Linked DNA regions of Mus musculus: all the other regions are linked to region 1. Evidence: chromatin contacts called from public HiCAR-type and promoter capture Hi-C data. All regions are on one chromosome and are shown on one strand. Each heading gives the region's core, a stretch centred on a gene start, on an enhancer-like site or on the middle of the called end of the contact. The rest is flanking DNA. Distances are from core to core; before and after follow the strand shown.

The links. Promoter capture Hi-C pulls out the DNA fragments that hold promoters and counts their contacts. HiCAR-type assays count read pairs that join an accessible place to other places.
Region 2: a HiCAR-type map of astrocytes shows a contact between it and region 1, with 9 times the contacts expected there. The contact joins the promoter of 4930417H01Rik here to the promoter of Cep152 in region 1. A contact is called at or near these places in 2 of 39 promoter capture datasets (liver and pre-B cells) and 1 of 115 datasets of contacts at active chromatin or transcription factors (astrocytes).
Region 3: a promoter capture Hi-C map of liver shows a contact between it and region 1, with 4 times the contacts expected there. The contact joins the promoter of AA467197 here to the promoter of Cep152 in region 1. A contact is called at or near these places in 5 of 39 promoter capture datasets (cranial neural crest, hippocampal neurons, liver and 1 more).

Annotation. Positions count from the first base shown.
Region 1 is chr2:125,623,494-125,626,741 of GRCm38.p6, forward strand. Cep152 (centrosomal protein 152) reads right to left here and starts at 1,620. Exons shown (of 28, transcript NM_001081091.1): 1 at 1,383-1,620.
Region 2 is chr2:122,701,280-122,704,519 of GRCm38.p6, forward strand. It overlaps 4930417H01Rik (a long non-coding RNA gene), which reads left to right and starts at 1,360. Exons shown (of 5, transcript XR_866691.3): 1 at 1,360-1,705. It overlaps Slc30a4 (solute carrier family 30 (zinc transporter), member 4), which reads right to left and starts at 1,384. Exons shown (of 7, transcript NM_011774.3): 1 at 751-1,384. The coding sequence starts at 1,141.
Region 3 is chr2:122,636,237-122,639,353 of GRCm38.p6, forward strand. It overlaps AA467197 (expressed sequence AA467197), which reads left to right and starts at 1,651. Exons shown (of 5, transcript NM_001004174.2): 1 at 1,651-1,705; 2 at 1,836-1,897; 3 at 2,021-2,106; 4 at 2,980-3,040. The coding sequence starts at 1,862. Spata5l1 (spermatogenesis associated 5-like 1) reads left to right here. Exons shown (of 3, transcript NM_001033256.4): 3 at 232-242. The coding sequence ends at 242.

The DNA.
Region 1 (3,248 bases), core at 370-2,869:
ACCTTCAACTACTACATTGAAAATGGCCACAACTCTATGTTTTTTTGTGGCTTTAATAAATAAATTGCTGGTGAGATGTGTGCTGACAGATCATCATGAAAACAATCGATAGCAATGTGCATTTGCCATAGTAAAACTGTATCTTGGTGAATATGGCAAAATTATGCCATTAGTAGGAACAGTGGCCTACTCCTATGCTTGACCAGAGAGCTGACCACTTAAAACATAAACCAAGGGATCAACGTGGGCAGTGTGCTCCCTAAAATACAGCTCCCTGGTTAATAGTCTCACTCTAGCCGGGAAACTTTTCCTAACCCCACTACAAGAATACAAGAAGCACAGCTGTCTTCTCTTACACCTCTGACCCAGCTTGTCAATACTTGTCTGACAATACTTGTCAGCACTGTCCCTGGTAGTTTTTGGTCACCCCCTTCCACCCCCTCACATAGAGGGAAAAATATTTACTTGTTTTGTGAGCAAACTTTAGTGTATATTTTCCTTTCCAAAAATATTTATCATCATCATCATCATTATGAGTGAATATATCCATTGGGTCACAGGCCTTAGGATTCCCCTGGAGCCGGAGTCACACGTAGTTGTGACCTATACAATTTGGGTGCAAGAAATGAACTCACAGCCTCTTGCAAGAGCATTGACAATCTCTTAACTGCTGAAACTATTATCTACTCCCACCGGAGTAGATAGGGTCTTTAGGCAGATCTCTTTTTATTTGTTTACATTCCAAATTGTTTGTTTGTTTGTTTGTTTGCATCCCAAAGGATGTAATATGGCTGTAAGCAATTAAGAACTGAAGATCCTCAGCTCTGGCAGCTGTGCAATCGTAACTGCTTCCGTTTCTTTAGTAATGAAACGGTGAAAACATCATAGGTGTGGGAAACCTTACAACTCCCGGATAAGGACTCCGCCCTCCTCTAGATGCCTGCTCCATCCAAAGTGCATTCTGGCCACTTCCAGAGCGCATGGCTTATATCCTTTGCTTGTGGCTTCAAACTTCAGCCTTTATTTACATGCAAACAATCAAGAATTGTGAAGCTACGAAGTGAAATTCAGCTTAAATCACACTGAAAAATGCATGACTACAAGATGGACTAAATGTAATTGCCCTGGGAGTTAGAAAACTGCACGCACTAGCTTACACACTAACTTCTCTTACAGGGTGGAAACAGCCAGAACGCAACAGTCTATTTTAGACACTTTCCAAATCCTGTTCCTACTACAAAGAGTACGGAGGGAGGGGGCAATGACAATCTCTTGAGCTCGGTAGTACCGATAGCAGCATGGAAAACCAAGGTGAGCAGAAGACAGTAACCCCAAAATACAGGAAGCCCCCTCGACTGGGTGTACTCACGCAGCGCCCTTACCAAAGAACTGGGCCCGGGGTCCAAGAACCACGGGCGCGCACAGGTCTGCCGATGGGACGCCCAGGCTGAAGATCGAGAAGGGAGCCAGCAAGCACAGCCCCGGTGTAGGAGACTCGAACGCGGGTCCCGATCCCGCAGCCGCCAGCCTGGCCGGGAGACCGCAGTCACCTCCCGCAACCCGCAACCCGCTGCCCTGACTTCCAGCCGCGAGCACCTTCCCGGTTACACCCTAGCCCGCGAACCCCGCCACTCGACGAGCAGCCGCCTCCTCCAATCGCCGCCGCTGCTCGATGGGCCTGACGGCTGGGCGGAGCTATGGGGCGGAAAACCCGCCTCCCACAAGGTCGGTTGAGAAGTCGCCCGCAGTTGCAAGAGCGCGGCTGTTCGAAGAGGGCGCCAGTGGCGGCGGGAAGCTTCCCGGAGCCTCCATTGGGGAAATAGTGAGCCAATCACAAAAGCCTCCTAGAGGACTACGGTTGCTTAGATACGGCGGACTGTTTGCCCTCCCAGAGGTTAGCTAGGACATTCCTTTTTTTCCCCTTACACGTCTAAGTTTCATCCAATGGCCCTTTTTGCTCTCTGAAGTGCCACTGCCAGCCCTGGTCGTTGTTAAATTTGGCATCATCTTCAGACTTGGCTGGTTAAGATTTGTGTTTCTTTACTGATAAAACTGGAGGAGCTCCCAGGTGCCTCCTCCCTAAAACTCGAATTTCCGCGAATGTTCTTAGATGTTAGCCTGTCGTTAAATCCCATTATATCATCGAACTTGGAGATCGCAAACACAATGGATAAATATCACTTTGGCTGTTCAATTTTAATGTGTGTCTCTTGATTGGCTTGTTGAGGGTGGCTGGACCTGGCATGTTCGAGACCTGAGTTCTGGAACAGTTGCTGTCTCTGGCTTCTTTGGTAAGAAGGGCTCTAGTGCATGCCAAGAACTTGGTGACTTGGATGCCCACATCTTTTTAAATCTTTCCCCTGTGTACCGTGTGGAGTAAGATACTTGTCCAAGGCTCTTCCAAATCTGGCTGTTTGCTAAGTCTGCCACCTGCATCCTATCCTTGTACGGCTGACATTGACCCTCAGCTAGGGGTCTGATACAGAATAAGAGCTTGAGTGAGAGAAACAGAACCAAGTCACAAGGCTGCACTACCAATAGTTCTGGGATGGCTCCTGTTTCCCCTCCTCCCACCCCATCTCCTGGGCTGCTTTTCGAGTCAATTGCCCCACCTCTCACCCACTCAGCCCTCGAAACACATGACGTCACTCAGTGGAACTGGATCTCCCTACCACTGTACACAGGGTGCATACCGACCCCAAGAGAAGATGGATTTCTCTTCTACTACGATCTGTTACCGTGTGTCTGCTTCACTGGTAGAACAATATGAACGTCTTGGGGGTATTCACTTGAGCATTTGTCTTCATGTTTCATGGCCCATGCTAGGCACTCAAAACAACTGTGTTAACTCATTAGTGAATAAATGAAGGAATGGGCAAATGAAGATGTTGGTCAAGAAAAGACTAATGAAAGGCCTTCGGGGAAATGGCACTTGTCGAAGGTGATCCAAGTATCGGCTAATGAGAAAGATATGTCCAGTGCCCCATGCTGAGGTCTACGATGCAATAGTGCATGAGAATGGCAGGGGACATAGGGGGATAACTTGCTCTGTGTTGAGATAGTGTACTTTTCCTTCCAGGATGTCTGTCCCTAGTGTACTTAGTCTGGATCCGCCACGAAGTTCCGCAGGGCCCACCTGCCTTTGTGAGTCCTGAGCCCAGCAGGTGTTAACTTTTCCTCTTGCTTCCCAGCTGTTGCTTTTGGATGCTGGCCCAAGTCAGTTTTCTCTGGGACTTTGAGCTTTTTCA
Region 2 (3,240 bases), core at 110-2,609, 2.9 Mb before region 1:
CAACCCACCTTGGATATCAAAGGACGACTATAAACTAATGCGACAGTAAAAATAAGGTCTAAAGCAAGAACCTTAGAGTGAGAAATTATCTGAAATCAGTTAAAAAAGGAGAAAAAAAAAAACCCTAGCTTCTGCAGCTGCCGGGGAGACCTCTAGCAAACTGTAGATACTCCTTTTAATAATGAACTTTTAATTAGTTGGCTGTATAGAGTTTTGTAAAGCCCTTGGCTATAAGCTCAAAAGGAAGCGGCATAAATAAGCATCAAATAACCAAAATGTAGACAGAGAGGAAAGTCTGGTACTGTGGATGGCTCTCTCTTTTCCCAATAAGATTCCTCATAATCTAATCCCTTCAGAACTTCTGTGTGAGAAAACAGAATGGTGTTCAGTAACATCCCTTAGTACTATAAAATTCTGATTCTAATCCATGTCAGAATTATTTTAGACGTTGAAAGATAAACCTGGCATTTTATCAGAATCTGTAAAAGGAGAAGTTACATGATATACAGTCAAGATAACACCCTAAACCCTACAGTAAAAGGCACTGTTTATGGGAGTTACAAGATATACCTGCAAGCTCTCAGTGGGCGCTCACGGGAACCGCACTTTGGAATCCCGTGTCCCTTTCCTATGGACCCACGAAAGTCTAGATACTCAGCAAACTTCCTGAAAACAAAGTTTCCACCTCAACTCCGGCGTAGCTAACAGCTGGACAAAGTCAAAGGCAAGCGAGTCGGCGACACAACTCACCTACAAGCTCTCCGATCATGAAAAGCAAGTAGAGGACGGCAGCGATGGTCAGCCTGGTCTTCACCTTCCTCTGCTTCAGCAACTCGCGTCGCTTGCTGCAGTTGTCACAGGGGTCCATTTTCAAACTCAGCTGACTGTTGGTTAAAGGTAAGTCCTGGTCCAATAAGGAGTCATCGTCGGCCTGGAGGGCCGGGTGCGCCCCGTTCACAGGCCTTTCCGGGGCTTCCGAGTCATCGTCGGCCACCACGACTCGAAGTTTATTAAAGCGCGAAAGCCCCTCGTCGCTCACCTCGTCCGAGAAGTCGAAGGCGCTGGTGTCATTTAAGAACAGCGGCGTGTCGTCTTTCCTCAGCAGGGATTTGAGGCGCTTCCACGCGCCGGGGCCGGCCATGGCAGCGGAGGGGCGGCCGGCGACTCCGCCTTCACCGGCGCTCGGGCTCCTCAGGGCAGCGCGGCGCGTCCCTGCCCATCGTGAGGAGAACGAGACCCCGCTCCTGTCGCCGCGCCCCGGCCGCGCGCCAGCTCCGGACTCGGCGGTGCTCGGCTACCTGCGGGCCGACGCCGCCGCGCATCCCCGCCCGGAGCTCGCGCTACTGCGACCCGGGCCAGGGACCGAGGCCGAGCCCCAGCCACTGCACCCGCCCGCCCCGTGCCGCTGGGAGGCCGGCCGCGGGGTCTGACAGGCCCGGCCTCCTCCGGCCCCTGAACGAGGCGGCGCGTGCGCCCGCGAGGCGCGAGGGGAGGGGTCGGCGCGGGCACGCAGGCCGCCGCTTGGGGGCGCGCCGAGGGGGCGTGGTCGCGCGTCGCCCCCTGCCCCCGCCCTCCCGGCCCCGCCTCTCGGGCTCTGAGGTCTTGTGCGCTCTGAGCCCCCGGGTGTGCCGCGGGAAGGTCCCCCCGGAGCTGGGTGTCACTGCTCTGAATTCCCTCCACTGGAGATGGGTCTCGGGAATCTCAGGTCCGATCTTGGTTATGGATGGTCCGTGGAAAATGTCCTTTAGTGCTTTCTTACCAAGTGGGAATCCTGGTAGCTTTTCTTCTACCCAATCGGCAAAAAATTGCCGATTATCTTGGTCAAAAGGCTAGGACAAGACTAGGATGGTCAGTAGTTCTATGGCTTGCTTTAAAGTTTCCTGTTTCTCAGCAAATATGTGTCTTCCTTCTGTGTTCACTGCTACGCTCCTTGGGCACAATTGTGTGAGCTTACTTTCCCTATGTTTCATCACATTCTCAAATGTCCTCAAGAAGCAAGATTAAAGGCAACACTGTTGGTAGAATTCATTTTAAAGTGTAAATCCTTGGCTTCCACCTTTCTTTCCTTTTGAGATCCTTAGGATCTAATCCAGGGGCTCATGCAAGTTAGACACGGGGCTACACCTGCATCTTGCCTGTGGTGTCCTGCAAGCTCCTACTTCCCCAGGGTTTACAAAGACAATATTTTAAAAAGTTTTTATATCTTACCAAAATTTCAGGTCACAAAAATACAATGAAAAAAATCACACGAGGCAATTTTAACGATTCTGTTGACACCTTAGAATCCGGTGCGAAAAGAAAGCCCTGGCTACTTCTGTATTCCAGAGTGATCCCTCAGTCCTAAGTTTTCCCCCAGAGCTGCAGTCATGAAAGCAAATTAGACCCTCCATGGTCCCGAGATCAGGAAGGGAAGGCTATTGCCTAGAATTTCATCAATCAGGACACGATGGTAATAGCCAAAGGGAGACAGCTTACGAGCCATTACATTCCTCGGCTCCAAATATCTTAGGAGTAGATTGTTCTGTTGTTTTTAATGTCCCATTTAACTGCCTACAATGTTTCAGGAGTGTCATCGGAGTCTCTTAAATGCAGCCTCAAGGTAGGAGGGATGTGAATGTTTCAAGAATAGTTGAAATAAAAGGATGGGTTGTTTGGGGACATTTCCAGCGCGCTGTGCTGAGGAGGACTGCCTTTGTGCGTTCTGTTCTTTCACTCGTGTCTCACTGGATTCTCGAGAAAGTGATGAGACGACAAAGCCATATTTTAAGCTCTGTCCATAAATTCTGTGATGACCCCACTCTTCAGGAGGTAAATTCCCTTACCTTTGCTTGTGGACAGCACTTAGTAATGGCCTATGACCTGTAATGAACAGTCTGTGGCAGAAGTGACTGTGACTTACAGACTAGGTCATAAAAGGTGCTGCAGCTGTTTCTTTATCCTCACTCTTAGATCTCTTGCACTGTGAGGAGACAGCTACCACATCATGCTAAACTTATCCAGCACCGTGGGAAGGTCTGTGAGAAGGAGCTTAGCCCACCAACTGCCATGTGAGTGAGCCATTAGTAGTGGACCTTCCAGCCCTAGTAAATCCTTTGGATGACTTTACACTGGACAACTGAAGCCTCACAATGCATCCTGGGCCAGAACCACCCATCTAGGCCACATGCAGATGATGCACAGAAACTACACAAGATAATGAATGTCTGCTATTTTAGGATAACTTTTTTATAGCAATAAATA
Region 3 (3,117 bases), core at 401-2,900, 3.0 Mb before region 1:
GTTCAAAGGTAATCATGGGGAGGAGTTGTAAGAACAGGAGGTGATGGGGGACCAGAACTAAACAGCGTCATCTGACATGACAGGACGGCTGTACCCGTGAACTTGTGGGTGCAGCAGGAGCAGAGGAAGAGCAAACTAATCCAAGTTTAGCATGGGGAAGGAGTTCACAAACCCTGACCCTTAGCTGAGGCACCATGGACAGTTGGTGGCTTTTCCAGAGGGAGAATCAGTTTTCTTTAAGCAGGTGACCATGCTCCAGTGTGAGACCCCACACCCCAGATTATGTGGAAAGCACAAACTGGCCTCAGTGGGTTATTTTAAACAAGCGAACTAAAAACTATTTAGTTGAGAGGGTAGAGTGGTAGGTGTGGATCAGGGAGGAGTTGCAGGAAGAGTGGAGGTGAGTATGATCAAAACCCTTGAATGAAATCCTTACAGAATTATAAAATAATCTTTTAAGAGCTGTTCTCTTTTTGCCCAGTGTGGTTGTACACATCTATGGTCCCAACACCAGATCAGCAGAATAGGATGATCTTAAGTTTGAAGCCAGCCTGGGCTGTGTTGTAGTAAAACACTGACTCCCCCTCCCCTCCCCCAGCAGAAACGTTTTCTAACTGCGGAGGGGGGTTTGTACAGGAAATGTAACCCAGGTCACAGGATCATCCAACCTTTTGGCATTGTGACATCATTATCTGTAAATGCATCCTGTGACCCATAGGCCCAGGGGCCATAGGCTGAACGTTCTAGCACATGCTAGGCTAGGGGTTTCCCACTAAGATATAACTTCAGCCCTTCAATGTCTTTTTAAATAACTTAACCCAGGCTTGTTTTCACTTAAAGAGAAGGGTGCACTGAGAATTCTAGTGTTAGGAGCCAGACTTATGTTCTGATTTCATCCCTACCACTCACCAGCTGCATGTCTTGAACATTTCTGCATCTAGCAAGGTATTCTCGCCCCCACCCCCACCCCCATTCAAGGAATCCATCTCAGTGTCTGGCATACAGCCACCGGCCTAGTGGAATTACTTCCAGAAACTGTGAGCCAAAAGTGATGAGTTAGGGGGGACCCAAAGCTGATGCTAATACTCGGAATATGCAGCAGAAATAGGCACCTGGAATCTTCTGCAGTTGAATTTTGGTTTGTTTCCAGAAGAAGGAGGAGGAGGAGGAGAAGAAATCAATCAATCAATCAATCCGGACCCTGTTGGAGTTAATCTGAATTTTACCATTTACTTTTAAATAGTCTCTATATATGCAGCGTGTCATGATTTGGAACTTTTATGTGGTTGATTTTGTTCAAATTTACCCCACTCTGCATCTGGCAGTCTCTGTTGGTACTGGGGTGAAGGTGGCAGCCAGCGCTGGAGCCTCTGCCCTCCCTTAGCCCTCTCTCCACCCCTCCTTTTTAAAGGAGTTGCGTGTCTTTCACTCAGGTCTTGGCTGCTATCACACCTGAACCTGAACCTCCCAGACGTTTGGAGGTGCAGGACCAGGACAGAAAGCGATGGTCGACCGCAGGTAAGGACCGCGGTCAGCGGCCGTGCTGCACTATCGTCCTGCAGGGGGCGCACGTGAGTTGACTCAGTGCGACGCGGTCGGATCGGTCCCCGCGTGACCAGGACGCGCGGCCCTCCCCGAGCGGTTGGCTGCATATAAGGGCCGCTCGCTTCTGGGCGTTAACATCTCCTGGCCGCAGCCGCCCTAGGTGCGTCTCCTTTCTGAAAAGTTCTGTGGAGCGGGCGGTCGCCCGGCTTTCTGCGACTGTTGGACGGCTGGGTGCCTGGGTCCGGGGGAAGATGTTTTTGACCAGTATGTTGGATTTTTCCTTCTTCTAGATTTGGAATTCTACACTAAAGTCATCATGGGCGTTTTCCAGATATTGATGAAGAATAAGGAAGTAAGTTTCTAATCTTAACTTCTGAGAGTTTTCCTTTTTAAAAAGAGGGGAAAGATGAAGATTTTGAATTTGTTGTTTTTTGGAGTTTCTTACTGAGTTTATCCCCCACCTGTTCTCTCTCAGCTCATTCCTTTGGCGTTTTTTATAAGCGTGGCCGCCACCGGAGCCACATCTTTCGCTTTGTATGCGTTGAAAAAAACCGACGTGGTGTAAGTACTAACGCTTTCTAGGTAGGACTGTCTGGGGGAGCTTTTCTCTGACCCGGAGATTCTGAAACACGCTGTCAGTGTCTGGGTTTTTTCCTACAAATAAGAGCATCTAAACATGGACTGAAAAACAGTTCTGGTAACAGAAAGAAATGTAACCAATTCTGATACATTTGTTTCTTATTGTCTGACCCTGCAATGAATTAGATTTGATTTCTTTTTAAATTTAAGCTTTGAAATTGAAGTACTTAAAATTAGGGGTACATACCATCACACATCATTTAAGTTTCAAGATTTCAACTTTTCTTCCCTGGTGTGGTAGAACTGAAACATACAGCTATCTGCAACAAACTCTAGTGTCAACTTTGGAAAAAGGACAGTAAAAAGCCTTATCTCCTGGGATGCAGGAAAAGATACCTCTGAAACTGACTATGGCTGGTCCAGGGTCAGAGAGGGCAGTGACTCTAACGCAGGTCGAGGGTGGTCCCTGGAGCCAATGCCTACACAGTTCGAGCCTACTCTCTGCCCCATCCCTCCTAGAACCCCCAGGAGGCTCTGCCTCTTCCTCCTCAGCCTGCCCCTTATGTATCTATCGCTGCCTGTTTGTGGGAGCAGTTTCCAATCTTATCAAATAAAGCAAATAGACCTCTTACCCTGCCCTGCAGAGGAGGAGATCCTTAACACTTGAAACAAACCCTGAATTTTCAGTGGCCGCTTATTTAACTTCAGCTGTCACTGAAGTTTAGCTGGTGACTGCAGTGTAGTTTCGGTGTGAAGACAGAGTCTGTCTCCAGAAAGTTTATAGATCCAGTAGCTCTTCCGGGTTTGTGTAAACAAATTTACCTAATCATTTAATTAATCTTCTTTTTCTTTTAGTATTGATCGGAAAAGAAACCCAGAGCCTTGGGAAATGGTGGATCCTACTCAACCCCAAAAGGTATTGCTGACCTACAGTACATGATTGTGTCCAGCCCAAACCATTTTTTTTTAAAGAGCAAAGCAGACTGCATGTAG